Linked DNA regions of Ovis aries: region 2 is linked to region 1. The links are chromatin contacts, called in public Hi-C maps. All regions are on one chromosome and are shown on one strand. The core of a region is the stretch at or near the end of the contact, and the rest is flanking DNA. Distances in the headings are between cores, read along the strand shown. Region 1 holds the start of ENPP1 (ectonucleotide pyrophosphatase/phosphodiesterase 1). Region 2 overlaps ENPP1 (ectonucleotide pyrophosphatase/phosphodiesterase 1).

The links. Hi-C and Micro-C count contacts between places; a contact is called where the count stands out from the background.
Region 2: a contact with region 1 is called in a Hi-C map of liver, with 2.7 times the contacts expected there. The contact joins the enhancer-like site here to the promoter of ENPP1 in region 1. A contact is called at or near these places in 2 of 16 Hi-C or Micro-C datasets (liver and tail adipose tissue).

Annotation. Positions count from the first base shown.
Region 1 is chr8:57,220,673-57,226,362 of ARS-UI_Ramb_v3.0, reverse strand. It overlaps ENPP1 (ectonucleotide pyrophosphatase/phosphodiesterase 1), which reads right to left and starts at 3,212. Exons shown (of 25, transcript XM_004011326.6): 1 at 2,956-3,212. The coding sequence starts at 3,195.
Region 2 is chr8:57,295,445-57,301,268 of ARS-UI_Ramb_v3.0, reverse strand. It overlaps ENPP1 (ectonucleotide pyrophosphatase/phosphodiesterase 1), which reads right to left. Exons shown (of 25, transcript XM_004011326.6): 25 at 3,892-5,824. Among named protein-coding and RNA genes, the nearest start is that of CCN2, 57 kb to the left of the region's middle. Within about 2 kb of position 3,193, at least 8 of the 54 cell types and tissues checked have an H3K27ac peak or open chromatin away from gene starts, as enhancers often do. A contact at or near this core is called in liver, where this site is marked.

The sequences.
Region 1 (5,690 bases), core at 1,963-4,462:
GAAGCTAACAGAATTAATAACTTTCACACTCAAATTTCTGATAAACAAGGGAAACTTCGGCCACTTACAAAGAACTCTTTCATCGAAAGGTGAAAGCTGTCTTCACTCACCACCACCCACACACAAGGCCACCTACGAACACACACAGGTATATGTATTCATAAGGACAGCAAAAGGTCACAAACACAAAATGATGCTGTGGAAGAGCTAACTGAAGAATAGAGAAGTGTATTGCAATGTGGTTTAAAACCCTGCCAGGAAAAGGAAAGCTATTTCAAATTAATGTCCAGGAACAACCTTAGTGGAAGCAGACATTTCAGTTCAGAACTTAATGTGGAACCTGGAAAAGCATTCAGGTCTAACGTATCTACTGAAGCATATATTTGTTTGACCTCCTGGAGTTTCCCACAGCCTGGCTCAGTGCCTGGGCATGAGGACATCCACAGACCAGGGCCAGCGTCTCCAGAGCAGAGCCTGTGGTCTGCCTAGGGATCATATGGGGAGAAGCCACTGTGCCTTCTGCATTCACTCCCACTTCCCTCCAGTATTTAAGTGTATCTGAAGCACTTTCAGAAAAAACGCGACAGTCCTGTGGCCCCTGTTTATCTCTCCGGAAGGTAACTCTTATGTTAATCCTGCTAGATGAAAACCGAAGACCCCTTCAGCCGTTGGGCTTTGGTAATCCCAACCTCAGATGCAATTGGTCAACCCATTTCTTCAGCTTTATGAAAAGTGTGCAGATGTTCCACTTGATAGAATTGCAGCTTCTCTCTAGAAGACGTGCCCCAGAGCTCTTTGGTGACAGCTGTCAAGCTCCTTTTGGAGATTTTTCCCTTTAGAAGTGCATCATTTGGGAAAGTCTAGAGGAAGAAGAATATGGAAGTAGGGGAGGGAAAGAATGGATGCATGCGGTGTGTATGCCAAGTCACTTCAGTCGTGTCTGACTCTTTGCGACCCTACGGACTGGAGCCCTCCAGGCTCTTCCGTCTGTGGGATTTCCTAGGCAAGAATACTGGAGTGCGTTGCCATATGCCCTCCTCCAGGGGATCCTCCCAACCCAGGAATCAAACACCCGCCTCCTGCACTGGCAGGTGGATTCTTTACCACTGAGCCACCTGGGTTTCATTTTCACCTGAAACTATTAATTAAGAGTTTCAAAAACACATCAGTGAGTTTGGGTATATATTAATGGCCCATTGTATTTCACCAAAAGACATGAAGTAGGAATTCCTTTCAATTCAACATGTGTTACAACAAAAGACTCCACCTAATGGTATTAAAAATTCTCATGATTGTCCTACTTGTAGCAATATTAAAGACATTTCCACGTCAAAGCCCAGAGTTGTATCAACAGAGTAAAATGAAATGCTGTTTCACAAGCTGATTGCAGGTGTCAAAGACTGAAATTCATGTTCCAAAGGTAGACGTCTGCTGATACCTACTGTGGATTTATAGGTAAATGAATAGGAAAGATTCTAAAACTGAATTTAGCAACTGACAAATTTAGTAAACTTTTAAGACTGCAGATAGGCACATAGAAGTAATTTCACATGGGAGTTACATATAGATTCAATGTACAATTATTGAATGCCTGAGCCAAACTGAAAAATATTAAGTAACAGTGTTGCAAAAGCTAAGGTTTCCCTCTGACAAAAACAAAAATGGTGACTCAAAAGACTAAGCTCTCCTAAGTATTAGGTGTTCTTAAATAGATATGATGCAAAATATATCTTGAGATACAAACATTATGTGGTTTGGACACTTACTCTTTGAATCTTAGACTTATTTTTAGGTACTAATTATATGACAGCATATCTTTAGGAAAGTTGGTTCCTCAAAGCACTGTATCATCTCCATGACACCCAAAACACAGTGAAAAAGGAAAGTTTATGAAAGGTAAGATTTCAAATATCAGAAAAGATGTCCTCCACACTGCATTGTCCAATCATTAAACGTTAAGTGACAATATAGTTTAAGGCACACTCTACATGGAATGTCACTTCCACATAATACAATAAAACCACTACATCTCCTTGTGGTTTTCAAATTTACTTCCTCACATACATTGTTCCACCTGACCTTCACAATAACCCTATGTGATGCACATGGAGATGATGTCCTCATTTTAACACTGAAGAAACTGAGGTTTGGGGAAAGTTATAGGAGGCCCCAGCAATTAATAAAGGCCATGAAAGCAAGAACCCAGAATTCTGGGTCCAGTACTTCCTGCCATAGATGTAGAAGGGAAAACCACCCCCACATTTCCTGAAATTGATTGTGGATCCTGCAACTGTACCAGCAAAGTGGCAGAGGACGAGTGGGTACTTTTGTAACAATAAAAAATGTGGTTGGAAGAATGGACGACGAATCATAAACACTTCTTCACATTCACATAACATGAATATTGATGGGGTTTCTGAACAGCTGCAAAGAAATTCCTAAGCAAAGCCAAGAGAAAAAGTACTTTCTAAAGTTCCTGATACAACTTTAAGAGCTCTGTTACATCTTTCAAGTGGAATCGGTTAATACAAGGAAAGGATCTCCCTAAAGAGGTAAAAAAATTAAACTGAAATTTTAAATTAAAACAAACACCTTGTCGATCATCCTAAAACCAACAACTTTCAGGTTGGTCATTTTTCCCCACGAACGACCTTGTACTCTCTGGGGGAAAGCGGTGGGATTTCCAAAGATCACGATTTTTAACAGCATGGTTTCATAAACAGGTTCCTTTGGAGCATCAGTAATAACAGCGAGAGTGAGCTATTTCCCCGAGAGGAAGAGAAGGCTCGGTGGTGATGAGCACAGATAAAAACCCGCAGAGGAGAGCCAAAAGGCAGCGAAGCGCGGCACACAACTTGTCTCTCTCCGGGCCCCGGGTGCTGACCGCACGCTCGCAGCGCAGGAGCGGGCGCCGCCCTCCCCACCCTCCCGCGCGCTGGGCCAGCGGGGACCTACCAGCGAGAGCACTTTATAGGTGTTGGGGTCCTTGGCCGGGCGGGCGCGCGCTGCCTTCTCCAGCGGCTCCTCCCCCAGGTCCATGGGGGCCAGCAGCGACGCGGCCGCCTGCGGCTCCCCGGACGCTTCGGCGGCGCGGCCCGGACCCGGGTCTCGGCCGTTCCCCGCCAGGCCCTCTCGGGGGCTGCGCCCGCCCTCGCCGCTGCGGCTCCCGCCCCCAGCGCAACCGTCCCGCTCCATCGTGGCCCCGGGCGCTCGGGCCCCGCCGCCCCGCCGCGCCTTTAATAGGCTCCGCGCCGGCCCCGCCCCATCCCGCCCGCCGCCGCACCCGCCCCTCGCCGCCAGACCCTTGGCTGGGCGCCTGCCCAGCGCTGCGAGTGAGGGGAAAGCAACTCAACGCCCCGGATTATTTGGCTTCCTGTCTGATTTCGGGCACTCAGCGTGTCGGTTATTTTGGGTCCTTTACGTGGGCGTGTCTTTAACCTCCCCCTCCAAGCCTTGCCTACCTCGCGCCTCAGGCAGCGTCCGAACACTTGCAGGAATCGCCTCGCGTAGCCTCGCGGCGCGGGCTGGTCTGGAATTGCAGAGTGTGGTCTGCAGAGGGCATGAGATCATGGGGCCCCAAAATAGAGCGGGTGGACAGAGAGGATGCGGCCCGCCTGTGCGGCTTCTCAAAGGCGGGAGAGTGGAGTCGGGACTGACCTCTGTGTTTCTGGATGGACAACAAGCAGAGAGACTATAGGGTACAGCGCGGGGGGTGGGAAGCGACACTTCTACGTAGAAACACTCAAGAATTCCCTGAATACTTAACGCTGCTCAGGACTATCCAACCTGAAAACACCTGATTTTACAAATGCAACAACATATAAGAGATTTAATTTTCTGGGATTTTGGGTGTTGGGGGTGGGGCTGCTGCTCTTGTGAAATATTTATTAGTAACTTTCTACATCGAAAGCTTTAAAGTGTCGGCGCTGCGCTATCCTGAGGTTGCTGGTGCTACCAAAAAAGTTAACATCTGAAATACTTTGATACTTTGTTTCAAACTAGGACACGAGCAGTAGGCTATAACTCTTGGTGGATTTTTATTCACCTTTGATTCTACAGTTTTTACACTTCCTTGCTCATCAGTTAGGGAAACCACAAGTGTGCAGTCACGGGAGTTTTGCTTGTCAAGTGGAAAACAGTGACTTTCAATACCGGAGCTGACGTTAGTGAACAAGGAAAGTCATACAATCCAATATCAACTAATTTTTCAATTCATTTTGATTTCAGGAATATATGCGAATATATTTTTAAATAAGAATGGATGCTACGTTATAAACTGTTTCTTGTCCCCTTTAAAATAATTATCTTGGGATGCTTTCCATTCAGGTCCTTTGATTCATTCATTCATTCAATAATGAATCCTTCAGTTCAGTCTCTTGGCTTTCAACAGTGCCAATGGCCTCCAAGATCAAAGATGAACAAAAGTATATCTTTCCCAAGTGGCTCCCAGTCTGATCCAAGAGGCTGCTGCTGCAGCTGCTAAGTGGCTTCAGTCATGTCTGATTCTGTGCGACCCAATAGATGGCAGCTCACCAGGCTCCCCTGTCCCTGGGATTCTCAAGGTAAGAACACTGGAGTGGGTTGCCATTTCCTTCTCCAATGCATGAAAGCAAAAAGTGAAAGTGAAGTTGCTCAGTCATATCCAACTCTTTGCAACCCCATGGACTGCAGCCTACAAGGCTCCTCCGACCATGGGATTTTCCAGGCAAGAGTACTGGAGTGGGGTGCCATTGCCTTCTCTGGATCCAAGAGGAGAGGGCAGTAAACAAAAAACTAAAACCCGAATCATAGATGCATAATAGGAACACACATAGGATATTATGACAGCTCAGTGGAAAGGGTAACGGACATCTGGAAGAAGTAAAGGCCTCAAAGCATGATTGAGCTCTTTTTTTCCCTTAATTACCTTTGAGTCAGCTTACAAACCAAACCACCCAAGAGAAACAGGTTTCACTATTACATGGTCGCACATATTTTTCACCCCAAACTTGGCTCTAAATTTTCCTTTGACTGCTCCCAAAAGTCAGATTCAAGGTCAAAGATTTACTCCATGGAGACTGGTCAAATGAGTCTCAGAGCTTCTAAAAGCACCACAACAGAAACATTCCCAATAGCTTTGAACTTAGGAAAACAAATGCAGTAGGTGTATTGTCTGCATCCCAAGTCAACAAATTATCTTAAAGACTCAGCCCATTGGTGGAGGGGACTGTATGGTCATGGACTCAAACATCCAGGACCAGCAGGAACATAAAAGAGTGAGGCAGCCCCCTGAATGTGAGTTTGTACCCTGTCAAAGGTGGTGGCATTTACTCAGCAGGCTAGTGTGCCCACTGTGGCCAGATAGTCAGATTTTTCAGGAGAAACAGGAAATTTAGATGTTTATGTGAATTCTCCAGATTGCAAAATTTTGTCTATGAAATTCAGAAAAACAATTTCTTTAAACCACTTTCAAGGCCAAACAAAATGTAAAAACACATCTGCAGGGTGGGCCTGGCACACAGGCCACCAGGATGTGGCCTTTGCCTTATGCTTAGGCCTCGCCTAATGCCAACTGGGACTTTTATGGGTAACTATAAAAAATCCAATTGAAACTCTAAAATCAGAATAAAACTGGATTGAGCAGGCCACTCATGTTGTTTAGCCACAAACTGAGTGATAGACAAGTCTTGCCTCCATCTTGCTTATATGCA
Region 2 (5,824 bases), core at 1,944-4,443, 75 kb before region 1:
AATGCAGGAGACCTGGGTTTGACCCCTGGGTTGGGAAGATCCCCTGGAGAAGGGGAAGGCTACCCACTCCAGTATTCTGACCTGGAGAATTCCATGGACTGTATAGTCTGTGGGGTGGCAAGGAGTCAGACACAACTGAGCGACTTGCACTCTGCCTCAAAAAACTTACATAAACAGTGCCTTGACTTCTAATGGGCGGAACAGTTCTTAGAGCTTTCTGAGATGCTCTTCCTGGATTATAATCCTCGGATTTGACTCGGTTAAAATTTCCCAATCCTTTCTTTGATTAACTAATTTTTTGTTGACAATTCAAACCACAGGGGCAGGGAGGCGGGGAGAGGGGGTAATATCCCACAGTATCGAGTTGTACTCCTGGTGAAACAGTGAATTCAATTTCACTCAACACACATCTTATCAAAATTACAGTATTCTGGAATAAGCTCAAAGGATACAGTCAGCAAAGTTAACAGATGATCACAAGCTGAGAGACATATAGACAACGCAGCTTCTTGGGACTTCTCATTTTCCTTACACAGCTTATGGTAATGTTTTCTCTTTAGGAGACGATCCTGCCAGGTCTTTCCCTAGAAAACCCAGACGGAAGCTAAAAATCCTCTTATACCTATAACCACATTACCCTGAAACTACTTTATTATCTTTTATGGTTGCAGCCTGCCTTTTGCAAGCATGTACTTAGATCTAGCATGGGGGTGGGTTAAGGAGTTTGGGGACAATCTCTTAGGTCTCAATGCCATCTAGCAACATTGTGCCCAGGTCATGGATCACAGGCAGTTGGGACAACTACACAAGAATGTCTAGTCTTGAGGGGAGGTGCTGTCTATACTCTCCAAGGTCTAGGAGGGTATGATCACAAGATCAATCCCTTATGGGAATAGAGAAAAGGACTCATAAGGACATCTGCCTTGGAAGTGAAGTGTTAGTAGCTCAGTCGTGTCTGACTCTTTGTGACCCCATGGATTGTAGCCTCTGTCCATGGAATTATCCAGGCAAGGATACCAGGCATGTGGCTAGCTATTCCTTTCTCCAGGGGATCTTCCTGCCCTAGGGATCGAACCCAGGTCTCCTGCATTACAGAACCACCAGGGAAGCCCCAACATGCCTTGGGCTAGAACTTAAAATAAGTAAGTACCAAGGAAGGGGAAAGGCATCCCATCTGCCCTGTTCCCCAGTTTATCCCTAAAGCCTAATTCCTTAACCGAGTAAGCACAGCTTTGAAACTTATTGTCAGTTTTGCTCTAACTGAGTCTAATCTAGTTGCAGGCTTAAAGTGTGCTACTGAGATAATCAGTGGTGTTACCTTAAGAACAAGATGGTACACAAATAAAAGCCCCATAGATTTACCAGCTTGTTTCTGTTTGGACCTTAACAAAACTGAGTAACTCAAGACAGTGAGATTGTGTCAAGGTATTAGATTTCGTTTGCATTACAGTTTTTAGGATGCTTTTGGAAATAGTGTGACTACTGCATTTTGCAGCATGAATGGTAGTAAATGGTCTTAAGTTCTTAACAACAAATGGGTTTCTCTAAAGAGACCAAAATGGTGACTTATCAGTTTTTCTTATGCCCCTTAAAAAGCGGCTCTGCTTTACCAGATACTTGCCAGTTTTTAACTTATCCATGACTTCTCACCCTACCCCACTCCCATATACCTCCTAACATCAGCTGTCTTGTTTCATCACTTCTTTGGGGTTCAGTGTGCAGTGAGCAATTTTTGTGTCAGAAATCTCCTGTCGTAACAAATAGATTTAACAAACTCAACTTACGTAAAGCTACCTGTGTTCTCTTCATACATCTGTAAAAAGATGTCCCTAATTGATTATGTAGTGTAAGAATAGTTGAAGATAGACCAGAAAGACCATCCGTGAATTAATTATCCTGCCTATGTAGAACAGTAATCACTGAAGAAAACTGATTAGTTGTTACTAGCCAGTTTAACTTATTCAAAGCCTCTGTTATTTTATTGCATACTAAACTAGTGAATTAGTTGGAGAAGGCAATGGCACCCCACTCCAATACTCTTGCCTGGAAAATCCCATGGACGGAGGAGCCTGGTAGGCTTCAGTCCATCGGGTCACTAAGAGTCAGACACGACTGAGTGACGTCACTTTCACTTTTCACTTTCATGCATTGGAGAAGGAAATGGCAACCCACTCCAGTATTCTTGCCTAGAGAATCCCAGGGATGGGGGAGCCTGGTGGGCTGCCGTCTATGGGGTCGCACAGAGTCGGACACAACAGAAGCGACTTAGCAATAGCAGCAGCAGCATAGAATCGTTTATGACAGAGAACTCAAAATTGTAGGTTTTATCTGAGATTTTAATTGTGAAAATTGGAGCAATAAGATCTATTTATTGGACTGAGAATATTTTGTTCTCATTTATTTAAAATCATTTCAAGCTTTCATTAGCTTATAAACTTTCCATTGAGACCCGTTTTTCTTCCTTTATTTAAACCCCAAACTACTGCATTTAAGTGTAGGCAGAAATGATCTTTGATAGTGAAAAATACCTGGACATCATTGGACAAAATTATCAAAAGATGTAAAAATCTCATTTCCTGTATATTTATTAAATTGTATTCTGAGTTTTGAATTTCTAATATATAGTGAAATTGGATATGAGTTTTAAAAATAATGTTAGATATTTTTATAAAAATCCTCAAATCGTTCCTTGAATTGAGTGCTTGGGGGCAAGTATGAAGTTAAATTTAAAACAGTTGCATTGGGGTAGGATTATATTGCTTCCTTTTACCATCCCATAGGTGTAATACCCATTCCTAATAGACTAAATGTATTTTATACATCTATTGTTCCTGGTATAGATATGATTTCTTTTCTCCAGTCACTATATATTATGGAGAAGATAAGTAAGAAAATTTCATGTTGAAAAAATTTATATGTTACAAGTTGGAGTCTTTCCTTCCGGTTTCAGATCATTTTAAATACTGGAAAGATATTTCTATATGCCTTGCATTTATATGTTACTTGTTTTTACTTTGAAGTATAGCTAAATGTAATTAAAATACCAAAAAACAAGAATAATCAGTCACATGTCAGAAATGGCTGTTCACTTTGTGAACCTGAAATGAACTTTGGATCTTGTCTTTCCTTTGGACAACACAGCTGTGGTTAATTGTCTACAACCCTTGTACTCAGTAGCAGTCCCTAGAGACATAGCTCCACCCATTCCCTGCCCCTACACTCCATCCACACACCCACATCCACACAGGAAAGCAGCCAGTCTTCTGGATACACACCTTTTATTTGTAAATCCACATCTCTTAGCTTAGAGACACTTATTCTACAGAATTTTTTTCTATCTTACAATATTTAAACTGGCCAAAAATCAGGGAAAATGTCCTTGAACTATAGACATAAACAAATTTAATTTGTTGCTTATGGAAGCACCTACATACCAAATTCCTGTGCTAGGATTCAGTAGGAAGTGTGATCACATTTAGTTTCAAAGTTCAACAGTTTTAATTATAGATAAACACGTACCCACGGATCCGGGCAGGACAGTTATTGCAGCTAACGGCAGAAAAGAGTCTAGAGGAGGTCAGAGCCTCCTGCAGGACTTGGTGGTTCAGCTCTCTCCCAGTCTGGTCTGTCTTATCTCCTTAAATAGGACCAATCAGGCCAACTGACCTATGGCTCTCCTTATCCCGCTGGAACCTGAACATTCACCTTATTCTCCTTAAGGCTTGACCTCTTTTCTCTGATTCCTGGAAATGTTTTTACCTGATTTTTTGTTCTGCCATCACTAGACTAACCTAGTAGAAAATTTTGCATGAGAGTTACTTACCTCATTTAAGAAGTACTGACTAGAGACAGGGCAGTAAAATTAGGGATAAATAAAAGTTTTGCTGTTCATTTGAAAGAAAAGAATGGCCTTTATTGAGAAAAGTAAATAAAAACATTTCCATACATGATCATGTGAATTTAGCATTCAAACTGGAGACTAATCGTATGTTTCAAGTTTATTAGAGTAAAAGAAAGGGTCTCTTTCAAGAGGGAAAAAAAAAGAATGCTGTATAAGAGCAACTGAAAACTAAGTAGGAACAGATGTGCATGCCTTTCCCTTTAAAGTCAGCACAGAATTTATATTCTGACATTTCCTTTAAGAACAGGAGGTCAACAAAAGAAAAATGAAATAGTTGCATATTGTAAACTGGTCACAGTGACGCTTGTAGAAAATATCAGAAGTAGCAGTAAATGGAAAAATGCCCAAAATGTATGCATCCAAGGGAGGCTAAAATGCCCTTTCCTCACCTATTCACCTAAAGAGCTCAAATTCATCCTTCAGCTTCTAGCCCAGTCATCACCACTCCTGGCAAATCACCTCTCACTGCCAAGCAGCACCCACTGCCTCCTTCGTGCTCCCTGGCACTCCGCCCATGGCTCCATTATAACATTTGCCACACTTTTGGGGATCATTTACACTTCTTCTGTCTCCTCCCTTTCTTCAAGACTAAAAAGACTGTAACTTGCTTTTTCTGTTATTCCTGGTGTCTGGCAAAGGGGAAAGGCGTCTATGCACTTAATTAAGATCTGCTACGATGTTCTATGTAGAGGCAACTGTGTCTGTATGTGTTTTGAAGAACATATAAAAATCAGTAAGATACTTCTATAAAGAAAGAGATATCCTTCTGCAAAGTACAGATAAAAGCTTTGTTATTATACATAAAAGAAACATAAGAAGATTCTAAAAGGTGGAGAGGAGAAGACAGACAGGCTAGGGACCTCAAGACCCAAGGAGCAACACTGCAGTGAGTTTCCCTGGGTTTTCTTTTAGTTCATATATCCCATACTTGTTGCTGAAAAAGTCAGCAACCTGGAAATTCCAACAAGTAAGGACAAAAAGAAGCCCCAAGAAAGGCCTGCTATCTCTCTAGCCAGAGGACCAGAGGAGGAGTGGCCTAGCAGGAAAGAAAACAATAACCACTCCACTCCAGCTAAACATCACCACGTTGGGAAAGACAGGGGCTTGCCAGACTGTGAAGAGTTGCCCCGAGTTCTCTGCCAGAATAGCATCAGAGAAGGCTGAGTAGGAAACTGATAATTTTATTCCCACTAGTGATAAAAAAACAAAACACTTTCCTTGCCTCCCCTGTCCACAGCATCAATGAAGACGACATGCGGGCACTAATGAGGATCCCAGCACATCCAATGGCGCCCACTCCAGTGCTCTTGCCTGGAGAATCCCAGGGACGGGGGAGCCTGGTGGGCTGCAGTCCATGGGGTTGCAAAGAGTCAGACACAACTGAGCGACTTCACTTTCAGTTTTCACTTTCATGCATTGGAGAAGGAAATGGCAACCCACTCCAGTGTTCTTACCTGGAGAATCCCAGGGACAGGGGAGCCTGGTGGGCTGCAGTCCATGGGGTCACACAGGGTCGGACACGACTGAAGTGACTTAGCAGCAGCAGCACATCCCAGACAGGGAGGCAGCAATGGAGATAGAGTAGGATATTGAATTCCCACTCTGTCCAGCAACAAGGATTTCCCCTCACTCCAAGTGTCAATAGAGGGTAAAAAAACCTGGACTCTAACACAACTGGCATTAATAGGATAGTGCCCCCCATTCCCCTGCTAAAGTCAGCTAAAGCAGAAAGTGTAAATGAGATCCACAGTCTCAAACATAACCCCTAGAAATCCAGGTTTTAGCTGAAAATCATTTATTACAAGGGCCAGAAAAAATATTTTTGAATGAAAAAAGATAACAGATGCCAACATAAAGACAACACATGTAGGAATTATCTGACAAGGATTTTAGAACATCCATCATAATGCTTCAATAAGCAAT